Linked DNA regions of Triticum aestivum: region 1 is linked to region 2. The links are chromatin contacts, called in public Hi-C maps. All regions are on one chromosome and are shown on one strand. Each heading gives the region's core, a stretch centred on a gene start, on an enhancer-like site or on the middle of the called end of the contact. The rest is flanking DNA. Distances are from core to core; before and after follow the strand shown.

Region 1 (5,966 bases), core at 1,740-4,239, 350 kb after region 2:
GAATGCAAGAGATGTTGTCATCTTTTACCTTTTCTTCCAACTCCTTCTCCGTTCTTGTATTGATCGGCATGATACTAGGCTCCTGGTACACAGGCGGCACCATAAACACTGAGCGGAAAGGAGTCACCTAACAAAAGTTACAAAAGTACTGGTAATTTGGTATATACTTCTATGAAAATGATTTCTTGAACATTGTACCGTAAACTGAGTAGAAGAAGAGCATTTATCAACTGATAATTTTACCCAAAAAATCTGCTCTATTATGGACATTAATTACGATAAACTAGATCGAATCTGAAAGATTGCGATCCAATCAGGGATATCGCGTTGTGAAGCTTCGATCGAGAGCTACATGAGCGAGAGGAATCAGGGCTCCACCTGAGGGAGCGGCAGGGAATACCGGAATAGAGGACGGAGACCGGGATCGATTGGAATTGAGCACGAGCTGCGCGTGCGGTGGGAGGAGAGAAACTAAACCTAGGGCTATGCAACTCGAATTCCCATGGGGCCATAGTCCACTATATATACACATACATGTGAGGGAAATATGCAGAAAGCCCCTTATACAACAGGGAAAATACAAAGACTATACATGGCCACAAATATAACTTTGGAGAATTAGGTAATGCACATTAACTAACAACTGGTCCAGATATATGGCTCCAGAAAGCATATACCACAAGTGAGCATGACGCTGTATAAAAGACAGGATCCATTGTGTGGCACCTAAGCCAACCCTACGGAAATTTTGGCGAAGATGGCATGTTATGTTGGGAAAGTTCTATGAGGATCTTTCACAAAATCAAACAGCGAAAATAGAAGACAAAGTTTTAAGGTGTTAAGAGTAAGGTGTTAAGACAGTGATAATTGCAGAAATACAGTTAGGCGTTCATGATCTGTATGGAACAAACCATTACAAGCTTTTTGTTGAACAAAGATGTAAAAGGTAGTCTGGGAAATGGGCACCAACCTCGCCATTCTTATGTGCTTGTAAATACATACCATAAAAGTTATCACACTACGAGTCGCCAATGTTACTTGGTTCAAGCAGCCTCTAGAACAAATTCTAACTATGACAATCTGTCACGCAATTATTAGTCTGCAATCTTGAACACCCCTCCTAGTCTAAAGACCGTCAATCTTCCAGATCATTATTTCAAGTCAATCAAGGGCACTACACTACACTTTTCCCCTAAGAAAAAGAAGATGGCTTATTCCAATCTGACTCGCTAACACTAACGCTGCACTGGAGCAGATACTGAACTATCAACCGTGGCATGTACAAGATCAGAAACTGTTGTGCAAACACAACGCAGAAAGTGGATGATTGTTCTGGAGTCTCAAGTGAGCGCTTACCCGCAACGAAATGTAGGACCGCGCGATGCTCCCGGAGGCCGCAAGCGTGCGGGAGGGGGGCGTCGGGTTGGGAACCGCGTTTGGGGCCGGGGCCGGTCTCGGGGACGCCGGCCGCAGGGCACCGGATCGAAGCTCGCGCGAGTTGGAGAGGGAGAATATTTAGTTCTCTTTGGGGCTGCAGCCTAGATCTCGCTGGGGAGAGGAGATGGGGCGGCCGGCCGGTGGCATTCATCCAAATCCGCCAGGGAGCCCTTGGCCGTGCGCCTCTAGGATCACAGGAGGGGGAGGTTCGCGGCGGCGGCGGAGGAGAGGAGGCGCCGGAGCTTGGGGCAGCCGCGGGAGCATGGGCGGGCCGCCATGGGAGGGTTTAAGGGGACGAGCGGCGAGGAAGAAGACAAGGGCAAAAGGAAAAAAGATCGAATAATGGAAAGGCTAACTTTTTTTTTTGAGGGAATGGCAAAAGGCTGACGAAAAGGCAAAGCGCTCTGTCCCCCACAGGCCCGCAGCCGAAAGATTCCGAGTTCTGGGCCAGTGGAACTGGGTAAACCTGGCCCAACAATAACAGCCCATGAGACTAGTGTTAAGTGTTAATGCCGAGCGGCCCGTCACAGGAAGCAAAAGCACTGGGGTGGTGGCTGATCGGCGACGGGAGGGAATGGCGACGGAGTTGGACTCCGGTGGCGGCTCGAAGAGGCGGCGGACGGGCGAGGGAGGGGAGCGAGCGCATCCAGGCGCGGGGGCGGCGGCGGAGGACCGTATTTCGTCGCTGCCGGAGGCGCTGCGGCTGCACATCCTCGGCCTCCTCCCGTTCAAATCCGCCGTTCGCACGGGCGCGCTCTCCACCGGGTGGCGCGCGCTCTGGGCGCACCGCTGGCCGGCGCCCTCATCGCTCGACCTCCGACTCAAGACCCACGCGCCCCCGGCGCCGATCCTCGAGTCCCTGGAGCGGCGCGGCCGGCGGCGCCTCGACCGGCTCTCCCTGACGTTCCAGATCGGCAAGGGGGACCTCGAGCCCGACGGCGTCCACCGGATCCTGGACTACGCCGCCGACCTCCACGTGGACTTCGCCCACCGGGCCCTGGGCTTCATTTTCAAGCTCCGCCTCCCGCGGGGCGACGCCCACCTCACGCGCCTCACCGTCGGCGGCATCCGCGTCGGCCTCTCCAAGCCCTTCTGCGCCCGCTCCCACACCTTCTCCGTCCTCGAGGTCATCTACCTCGACGGCGTCACGCTCTCCGACCACACCGTCGAGAACCTGGTCGCCGCGTGCCCCCTCCTCCGCACCCTCGACCTGCGCTACTGCGACGGCCTCGATTTCGTCAACCTCGAGGCCGCCGGGCCGCACCTGAGGAGCCTCACCGTCGCGGAGTGCGGAGGGGTGAGAGACATTTGTACCATGGAGGCGCCCAGCCTTCGCTCCTTCCGCTACAGCGGCTCCTACATCCGCGCCCTGACAATCCCTGCCACCTGCGCGCTCGCCGACCTTTACCTATGCTTCGGCGGACCTGCCGGTCGCCTCCGGCCTCTCGGCACCCCACTCTGTTTCGATTTTGCTTGGCCTGCAGGGGTGCCAAGAAATTGGCTTCAGGCACTCACCAACCTCTCAAGCCTCACCGTGCTTACCCTCTGCAGCAGTGCCCTGCGGGTTCGTTGCTTACTGCATTCCATTCCATTCCATCGATTTAATTGCATTACTCAGCTACTCATTGGTCATAGACTTCTTTGCAGAGAGTGTCTGCCAAGGCTCGTGAGAGATCACTAACCAAAAGTGGTGCCGCGTCGTGCAAATTGAGGAATTTGAGAGAGCTGCAGCTGCTGATGTTTGCAATGTACAACAGCAGCCTGGATGACATTTACGTTTTCATGGTGGCCTGCTGCCCCCCTCTTTTAGAGAGGCTGTTTGTGCAGGTGAAGATACTAGAGTGCAAGATGACCTTGGTTGCTAAACAGATTGCACTATGGCCATTAGGGATGCATTTATTTAATACACATTGTACGACATGGATTTTTAGGACATGGTTCCACGCGAGGATCATATCTGGACCATTAGTTTTGCCTTTAAGATCTGTGATTAATATAGCATTTAATAAATACGAGATATATACATCATGGATATACAACAGATACCAAAATGAATACATTATAGTGGGCCAGGACACTTTAGTGCTAACAAATGTGTCGCAGGCAACTCTGTCACATTTCCACCTACCACTCTCAGTCTCATGCGTCTCTCTTTCCCGTGGTCGTCACATGTAAACTGTACTGATGTGTTCGTGAGCGTGTGGCTGATTCATTATGAGACGTTTAAGGAAACAAAACAGTAACAGAAGCAGCTAACCATCATACATTATGTGCGAACTATTACATTTGGCAACAATTAAGATAAACGGGAGGTAGCTGGTATATTTCATGCGACATATTATGTTTAGTACGAGCAACTTAATTAGTGCACTACAACTTAAAATGGATTAGTATATTTTTTTATTACTTCTCTAGCCTAGCTAGGATCCTCGGACAGAACAACATCTCCAAATCGTCAGTACTACTCCCATTCTCAATGGTTTACTCTCACACATGGCAGCTCGAGATTAGGAATTTTGCTAAAGAAACACAATACAGCTGCATTCAGATCTTCCATATCTGTGTGCTAGAGGTGCTAGAGGAGCTGGTGAACTGCTGTGAGACACTGAGCCATTGGTAGAATGGAGACTTCCCCTTTCATGCATGGAACGAGAGACAGAGAGAGAGAGAGAGAGAGAGAGTCTACATCTCCATTTTGTTTCTAAAAGAAGCTCCACAAATAGTATAAAATGTTTTTAGTAACTTTAAGATGATAAGTTCAGTTGGGAATAACTGATTTTTTGTTTGGTAATCTTCATACTACAAATACCAAAACACTTATTATAATAAACAAATTATACCGCATGGTACATGGAAAAAACATTCCGCACAATAGTACAATTTCAGGTTTAGTAATCTTCATAAACAAGTAAAGTGACAAAGTGGTAGTGTGAAATTTTTGCGTGGCCATACAAATTCTGGAGCTACAACGACTAGATGCTGAAAGTCAAGGATGCGTGAGGGTTGGCAGCTCGCTGGTTTAATGCGTGAGGGTTGGCAGCTCGCTGGTTTAATGCGTGAGGGCTCGGTTCAATGCCCCTCCCCTGCCTTGCATGCCATTTACTGTGCAAAATACACGGCAACACCGAGTGGTTATACGAGTGGTTAAAATCCTTATACGGCTCACGCGTATTCAAACTGCACGAATCACGCGAGGACATGCGGTGTGGATACCAGACGCGCGTGGCCGCATGTCCACTCGCGATTATTCGCACATTGTATTGTATACTTTCTCTTGCTGTGCTTTACTTCTTCCTAATGCTTACTATGCTCTGTTGCAGCTTCCAACAAATAGTCACTATTATAGACTGGGCTCAGAACCATCAGAATCAGAGGAAGAGCTACTAGAGGAAAATGGGCCAGTGGAGGAGCTGCGGGGAGAAGAGGCACCTGAGGAAAATGGGCCAGAGGAAGAGCTACCAGAAGAGGAAGATGAGCTTCAGGAGGAGCTACTAGAGGGAGAGCTGGCAGAAGAGGAAGATGAGCTTCAAGACAAGCTGCCAGAGGGAGAGCTATCAGAAGAGGAAGATGAGCTTCAAGACGAGCTGCCAGAGGGAGAGCTATCAGAAGAGGAAGATGAGCTTCAAGACGAGCTGCCAGAGGGAGAGCTATCAGAAGAGGAAGATGAGCTTCGAGACGAGCTGCCAGAGGGAGAGGCGTCGGAGGAAAATCAGTCAGAGGAAGACTGGTCAGATGAAGAGCTATCTGATGGAGGGCAATCAGAGGAAGAGCCAGTAGAGGGTTGCCTTGAGAACCTTAAGTTGCTCAAGATGACGAATTTCAAGGGGGGTGACAATGAGATGAGGCTACTAAGATTTGTGTTGAGGAACTCTACTAGTCTCAACCAACTGCTGCTATTTACATCGAAGAGTGATCGACCAGAGTGGCTCCAGAAGGATTATCTGGATACATCCGATATTCTTGAAACAAAAATATTGCCTCTCCAAAAAGCCCTACCAAATTGCCAGATAATTCTCGGTGAGTCTGATGGTGATGCAATTCAGGCATTTCATCGGGAGGCCTTTGTCGACGTCTAGTTAGTTTTTCGCTAGCATAGTCTTACAAAATAATTTGAAATATCAAAGGCTAGCAACTGCTGGGCAAGATATGCATGGTTCGGTGTTTCTGTATTCCGTGAAGGATTATGGATAACTGGTGTAGTCTTATACTCTGCAGTCTGCACTCTGCACCTTAGCTATCTGAAATATCACTTTTTACTTCCATGTCTATTAATGTTATTGCCTTGCTGGTGTTTTCTACAAACATACTGACTTGAGTACAACAGCTGAACAAGAAAGTCTTGCAAATACTCTAGAATACTGAGACTTGTATGCGCTATATTTGTACTCTTCAATCTTCATGTAGCAGTAGTATACTGATATTATCGGTTTTTGCAGCGTTACTTTTTTCCTTGTCAATTGCCATTGTCCCTTTCTTTTTACTAATATTAACGGGTCGCTCCCTTTAGGCTTGAAGATTAAATGATTATT
Region 2 (6,667 bases), core at 211-2,710:
ATCGGGAGGGAAGCTCCCGCTGAATGAAGAACCAATCATCAAATGTAACAATGCCGGCCGGCCGGCCGCTTCCGCCGGAGCCGTCGTGGCAGCCATTACTAGCTCTTCCAGGCGTAGACGAGGAGCGAGAAGCCGTCGCCGCGGTGCAGCTCGGCCTCCTCGGGGCTGGCCCAGTCCATGACCGTCGAGCTGCTCGCCCACGAGGCCGAGGAGGATGCGATGGATGCTGACGACGACGAGCTTGCCTTGGCCAGCCTCCGCGCCTGCCCCCTCTTCCTCCGGTTCTCCCCATTGCTGCTGGTCTCGCTCCAGTCCCCTCTGCCCCATCTCCCTAGGTAGCCTGACAAGACGCCGGCGCCGCCTCTCCTGGCCTTGTCGAGCAGCTCCTTCTCCTTGGCCTCTGCGGTGTCGCGCTCTTCGCCGGCGGCGGTGTCGCCCAGCTCAAATCGGAAGACGAACACGGCGTGCGCGGGCGGGGACGCCGCGGCGAGGACGGAGGCGGCGTCTGTGAGGGCCGGCTCGCGCGCGGAGAAGAGCCAGTTGTGGAGGTCCCAGGAGACCTGGACCCGGTCGCCGCCGCCGAGGTCAACCTTCTCGCTGCCGCGGAACTTCCAGCGCAGGCGGCGGATGTGGAGCACGCGCTCGCCGTCCACGGAGACCGACAGGCCGACCTCCGCCTTGTCCTTCTCCTTGTCCATTTCCCTGTCCTTGCCGTGCCCGCGCGAGACGAGATCCAGCGAGATCTCCCGCTCCTTGCCGCGGACTTTGACGCAGGTCTTGTGCCCGCGGCCATGGCCCCCGTCGCGCATGGACACGTGCTCGCGCCGGGAGACGAGGACGTGGCCGGGGCCCGTCGGCCGCTGGGCCTTGGTCTTCCGGTACGCCTCCTCCGCCATGTCCCCGGCCACGACCGCCATCTCGCCGTCGACCACGACGGCGACGAAGTAGCCGGACGACGGCTCGGGCGAGCCGGGGGAGGCGAACCGCGCGCGGGTGAGGTCCCAGGCGAGGTCGATCCGGCGGTCGTGCACATGGAAGCGCTTGGACCCGCGGCGCCGCCAGAAGAGCCAGGGGCGGACGCGCACCGCGATGGTGGCCTCCTCGTCGAACTCCGGGCCGTCGTCGTAGCAGCCGTAGTCGGAGGCCGAGGAGGAGGAGGCGAGCGCCCCGACGCGGAGCACGGCCCGGAGGCTGAGGCCGAACGCGGCGCGCGACCAGGAGAGCGCCGCCAGGCCGAGGCGGGTCTCGTAGACGGAGGTGGCGAGGCTGGGCCCCGCCCCGGCGCCGGAGCCCGACGCCGCGGCCGGCGAGGCGCGGAAGAAGGCCGGGATCGCGTTCGGCATCGCGCGGGCGCGGGCACGGCTGCGGCGCCGGTGCCTCGGCTGGGGGACGGAAATGGGGTAGCTTTTTGGGGAATTTCTCGCTTCGATTTGGGAGAGGGAGGGGAGACTGCCAGACTGGGGGTTGGACTGGACCGGCTAGGCCGCGAGGCGGGAGGTAAATATAACTCTGCCGCGGTGGGGTTACGGCGCGGTGACGGGACTCCGGCTGGTGGGACCCGGACACGTTGGACCCAGCTGGGTGTGGGGCCGCGCGACCGTGCCAGTTGCCAGTATGCTGCGACTACTCTGGTTTGGACCGGGCTGAGGAGGGCTCTCATCCTCTCGTGCTCGTTTTATGTTTTTTCCAACAAGAGAAAATTTAAATTATTATCTTCATCTTTGATACGAATGAATTTGTGTATGGTGTTCATATCACTGTCGTACATGAATGCCAATGGCATTATTCAACGGGCGGATACGGTTGGGCCTCGTAAGTTAAGTTTGTGTTCCGTCTATCAGGATAAATACAGTTGTGTCAACTTAAATAGAGTTGCGAGGAGCTTGTTTGTCAACTGGACATAAGAAGGGTATTACTTTTGCACATGACTAGGGCTGGGTAACGTACTATAGGAAATCAAACGGATAAAAATATGCATACAATATGTAAACATGACATGAGATTCTCTCATTTCTTGAAACCGAAAGAACTTCTATATATCAAACCGCTATTTTGAGTGATGATCCATTTTAACCGTTGGCAATGAGAATAAGGAGAAGAAGACGCACAAGAAGAAGCCCTTCTTAAAAGATGGGAACTACTTCCTCCATTCGGAATTACATCCTTTGAGCGTCAACTGACGGATACATCCATTTGAGCGTCAACTAATTTTGGATGGAGGAAGTATACAAGAATAGGAAAGCAAAGATTTTCATTGGCCAAGAGTACACCTCTCACGATTATAATACTCAAGAAGTAGGGCATGTGGCACGATAGACGTTTGACTACTCTTCGTCTGAGCCCACAACCCTCTTTGAGTTTGACTATTCCAATGAAAGAGCGCTGACCATAGATGCCTCATGCCTAGAGACAGAAGGGACATCCTTCATTTAACCCCCTAGGCTTCACTCATTCATCTCCTATGCCTCCAAACATATTGTGGGATGTCAGTGTCGAAGGATGGCGCGAGGATGGTATTGCTACTACACGCGGCAAGGTCTTTAAAAGATTATGTGATCTCTTGGCTTCCCTTCGGTAATGTAACGAGTACAATGAGAAAGCGGAAGAACTTATCATCAAGGAAAACAAGAATGCGAAACTCCTTGAATATAATCTCCACGCATAGCAAAATAACAATGAAACTCTTGAAGTGGATCTCTGGATATAGATAAACTCTTGAGAGAGCTAGTGGTGGCTAATGGTTTCAAAATAAGAGGGTGGCCTTGCTCATGCTCAAAACACTGAGGATTTCGAACATATTGACAATGGCTACAATCTAGTGAAGGGTGATCTCATCAAACTTACCAATTCACTACTCACAAGAAGCTCCTAGCCACCCTAGCACTACTCTGGTTTGGACCGGGCTTGGATGGTGAGGAGTGTTCTCATCCTCTCATGCTCGTTTTATGTTTTTTCCAACAAGAGAAAATTTAAATTATTATGTTCATTTTGATAATGAATGAATTCGTGTCTCGTGTTCACATCACCATCGTACATGGATGTCAATGGAATTATTCAATGGGCGGATAGGGTTGAGCCTCGAAAGTTAAGTTTGTGTTCCATCTATCAAGTTGAATAGAGTTGTGTCAACTTACATACAGTTGTGAGGAGCTTGTTTGTCAACTGGACATGAGGTGGGTATTATTTTTGCACATGACTAGGGCTGAAGTGCCCATTATAATCCTGCAGAGTAACGGCTTATCGCAAATCAACCCGACAAGATATGCACACAACATGTAAACATGACATAAGATTCTCTCATTTCTTGAAACCGAAAGAACTTCTATATCTCGATATCTCGAACCGCTAATATGATTGATGATCCATTTTGATCATTGGCAATGAACAAGGACAGAAGACTTACAAGAAGAACGGAAATTAAATTCAGTGTCCGGGCTCATCTACACCCGGTGAACAGTACATAATTAAAAAAACAATTTCTTTGGTGGTGGAAGATGCTCAAATGCACGATCCTCGTGCAAAGTTTGGGGGTGTTTGGACATTTGAGGAGCTCATGGTAAAAATACAAAATCAAGCGTGAACAGTGATGTTTTCAAAAGTTTTTCAGATACCCGAAATTTGTCTTTTTTGCTATGACCTTCTTGCATGGGCATCACGCACACGAGCATCTTGCACCATATTTTTTTATTGTTTAAAGCAATTTCACTGTTCACACATGGGCTCTGCGCCCTTACTAAAGGATGGGAACTATACAAGAAGGGGGGGGGGGTCAAAGACTTTCATTGGTCTAGGAGTACAACTCTCACAACTAATACTGAAGAAGCAGAGCATGTGATAGGATAGACGTTTGACTACTCTTCTTCTGAGCCCACCTCCCTCTTCAACTTTGACTAGTCCATCGAATCGACGCCAACAATATATGCATAATAGCGAGACAGTCGAAGGTACATCCTTTATTTAATACTCTAGCCTTCACTCACTCATCTCCTATGCCTCCAAACATATCGTGTGATGTTAATGTCAAAGGATGACGGTAGTGAGGATGATATTGCTACAATATGTGAAGAGGCCTTTAAAATATTCTGTGATCACTTGGCCTCCCCTTGGTAATGTAATGAGTACATTGAGAAAGTGAAAATCCTTATCAGCAAGGAAAACAAGAATGTGAAACTCTTTGAATATAATCTCCACGCATAGCAAGATAAGAAGGAAACTCTTGAAGTGGATCTCTAGATATAAGTAAACTCTTGAGAGATATCCATGAAGGAAATATACCCTAGAGGCAATAATAAAGTTATTATTTATTTCCTTATATCATGATAAATGTTTATTATTCATGCTAGAATTGTATTAACCGGAAACATAATACATGTGTGAATACATAGACAAACATAGTGTCACTAGTATGCCTCTACTTGACTAGCTCGTTGATCAAAGATGGTTATGTTTCCTAACCATAGACATGAGTTATCATTTGATTAACGGGATCACATCATTAGGAGAATGATGTGATTGACATGACCCATTTCGTTAGCTTAGCACTTGATCGTTTAGTTTGTTGCTATTGCTTTCTTCATGACTTATACATGTTCCTATGACTATGAGATTATGCAACTCCCGTTTACCGGAGGAACACTTTGTGTGCTACCAAACGTCACAACGTAACTGGGTGATTATAAAGGTGCTCTATAGGTGTCTCCGAAGGTACTTGTTGGGTTGGCGTATTTCGAGATTAGGATTTGTCACTCCGATTGTCGAAGATGTATCTCTGGGCCCTCTCGGTAATGCACATCACATAAGCCTTGCAAGCATTGCAACTAATAAGATAGTTGCGGGATGATGTATTACGAAACGAGTAAAGAGACTTGCCGGTAACGAGATTGAACTAGGTATTGAGATACCGACGATCAAATCTCAGGCAAGTAACATACCGATGACAAAGGGAACAACGTATGTTGTTATGCGGTCTGACGGATAAAAGATCTTCATAGAATATGTAGGAGCCAATATGAGCATCCAGGTTCCGCTATTAGTTATTTACCGGAGACATGTCTCGGTCATGTCTACATTGTTCTTGAACCCGTAGGGTCCGCACGCTTAACGTTACGATGACAGTTTCATTATGAGTTTATATATTTTGATGTATCGAAGGTTGTTCGGAGTCCCGGATGTGATCACGGACATAACGAGGAGTCTCTAAATAGTCGAGACATAAAGATTGATATATTGGACGACTATATTCGGACACAGGAATGGTTCCGGGAGTTATCGGATATAAAACAGAGTACCGGGGGTTACCGGAACCCCCCCGGGGGTTAATGGGCCTCATGGGCCCAAAGTGGAGCAGAGGAGGGGCGGCCAGGGCAGGCTGCGCGCCCCCTCCCCCTCTAGTCCGAATTGGACAAGGAGGGAGGGGCGGCGCCCCCCCTTTCCTTTCTCTCCTCTCTCCCTTCCTTCCCCCTCTCCTAGTTGGACAAGGAAAGGAGGGAGTCCTACTCCCGGTAGGAGTAGGACTCCTCCCTGGCGCGCCTCCTCCTGGCCGCCTGCCCCTCCCCCTTGCTCCTTTATATACGGGGGCAGGGGGCACCTCTAGACACAACAATTGATCCTTGAGATCTATTAGCCGTGTGCGGTGCCCTCCTCCACCATAATCCTTGATAATATTGTAGCGGTGCTTAGGCGAAGCCCTGCAATGGTAGAACATCAAGATCGTCACCACGCCGTCGTGCTGACGGAACTCTTCCCCGACATTCTGCTGGATCGGAGTCTGGGGATCGTCATCGAGCTGAACATGTGCTAGAACTCGGAGGTGCCGTAGTTTCGGTGCTTGATCGGTCGGGCCGTGAAGACGTACGACTACATCAACCGCGTTGTGCTAACGCTTCCGCTTCTGGTCTATGAGGGTACATAGACAACACTCTCCCCTCTTGTTGCTATGCATCACCATGATCTCGCGTGTGTGTAGGAAAATTTTGAAATTACTACGTTCCCCAACAGTGGCATACGAGCCTAGGTTTTATGCGTTGATGTTGTGCACGAGTAGAACACAAGTGAGTTGTGGGCGATATAAGTCATACTGCTTACCAACATGTCATACTTTGGTTCGGCGGTATTGTTGGATGAAGCGGCCCGGACCGACATTACGCGTACGCTTACACGAGACTGGTTCTACCAACGTGCTTTGCACACAGGTGGCTGGCGGGTGTCAGTTTCTCCAACTTTAGCTGAACCAAGTGTGGCTACGCCCGGTCCTTGTGAAGGTTAAAACATCATCAACTTGACAAACTATCGTTGTGGTTTTGATGCGTAGGTAAGAACGGTTCTTGCTAAGCCCGTAGCAGCCACGTAAAACTTGCAACAACAAAGTAGAGGACGTCTAACTTGTTTTTGCAGGGCATGTTGTGATGTGATATGGTCAAGACACGATGCTAAATTTTATTGTATGAGATGATCATGTTTTGTAACCGAGTTATCGGCAACTGGCAGGAGCCATATGGTTGTCGCTTTATTGTATGCAATGCAATTGCGCTATAATGCTTTACTTTATCACTAAGCGGTAGCGATAGTCGTGGAAGCATAAGATTGGCGAGACGACAACGATGCTACGATGGTGATCAAGGTGTCGCGCCGGTGATGTTTATCTTTTATGCATCTTATCTTGCTTTGA

The links. Hi-C and Micro-C count contacts between places; a contact is called where the count stands out from the background.
Region 1: a contact with region 2 is called in a Hi-C map of leaf, with 9 times the contacts expected there. The contact joins the promoter of LOC123103883 here to the promoter of LOC123103882 in region 2. A contact is called at or near these places in 4 of 5 Hi-C or Micro-C datasets (leaf and an unstated tissue) and 1 of 1 datasets of contacts at active chromatin or transcription factors (leaf).

What each region holds. Positions count from the first base shown.
Region 1 is chr5A:442,453,015-442,458,980 of IWGSC CS RefSeq v2.1, forward strand. LOC123103883 (endoribonuclease Dicer homolog 4) reads right to left here and starts at 2,990. Exons shown (of 6, transcript XM_044525579.1): 1 at 2,846-2,990; 2 at 29-127. The coding sequence starts at 103. It also overlaps the pseudogene LOC123103885.
Region 2 is chr5A:442,108,719-442,115,385 of IWGSC CS RefSeq v2.1, forward strand. It overlaps LOC123103882, which reads right to left and starts at 1,461. Exons shown (of 1, transcript XM_044525575.1): 1 at 1-1,461. The coding sequence starts at 1,343. The coding sequence ends at 99.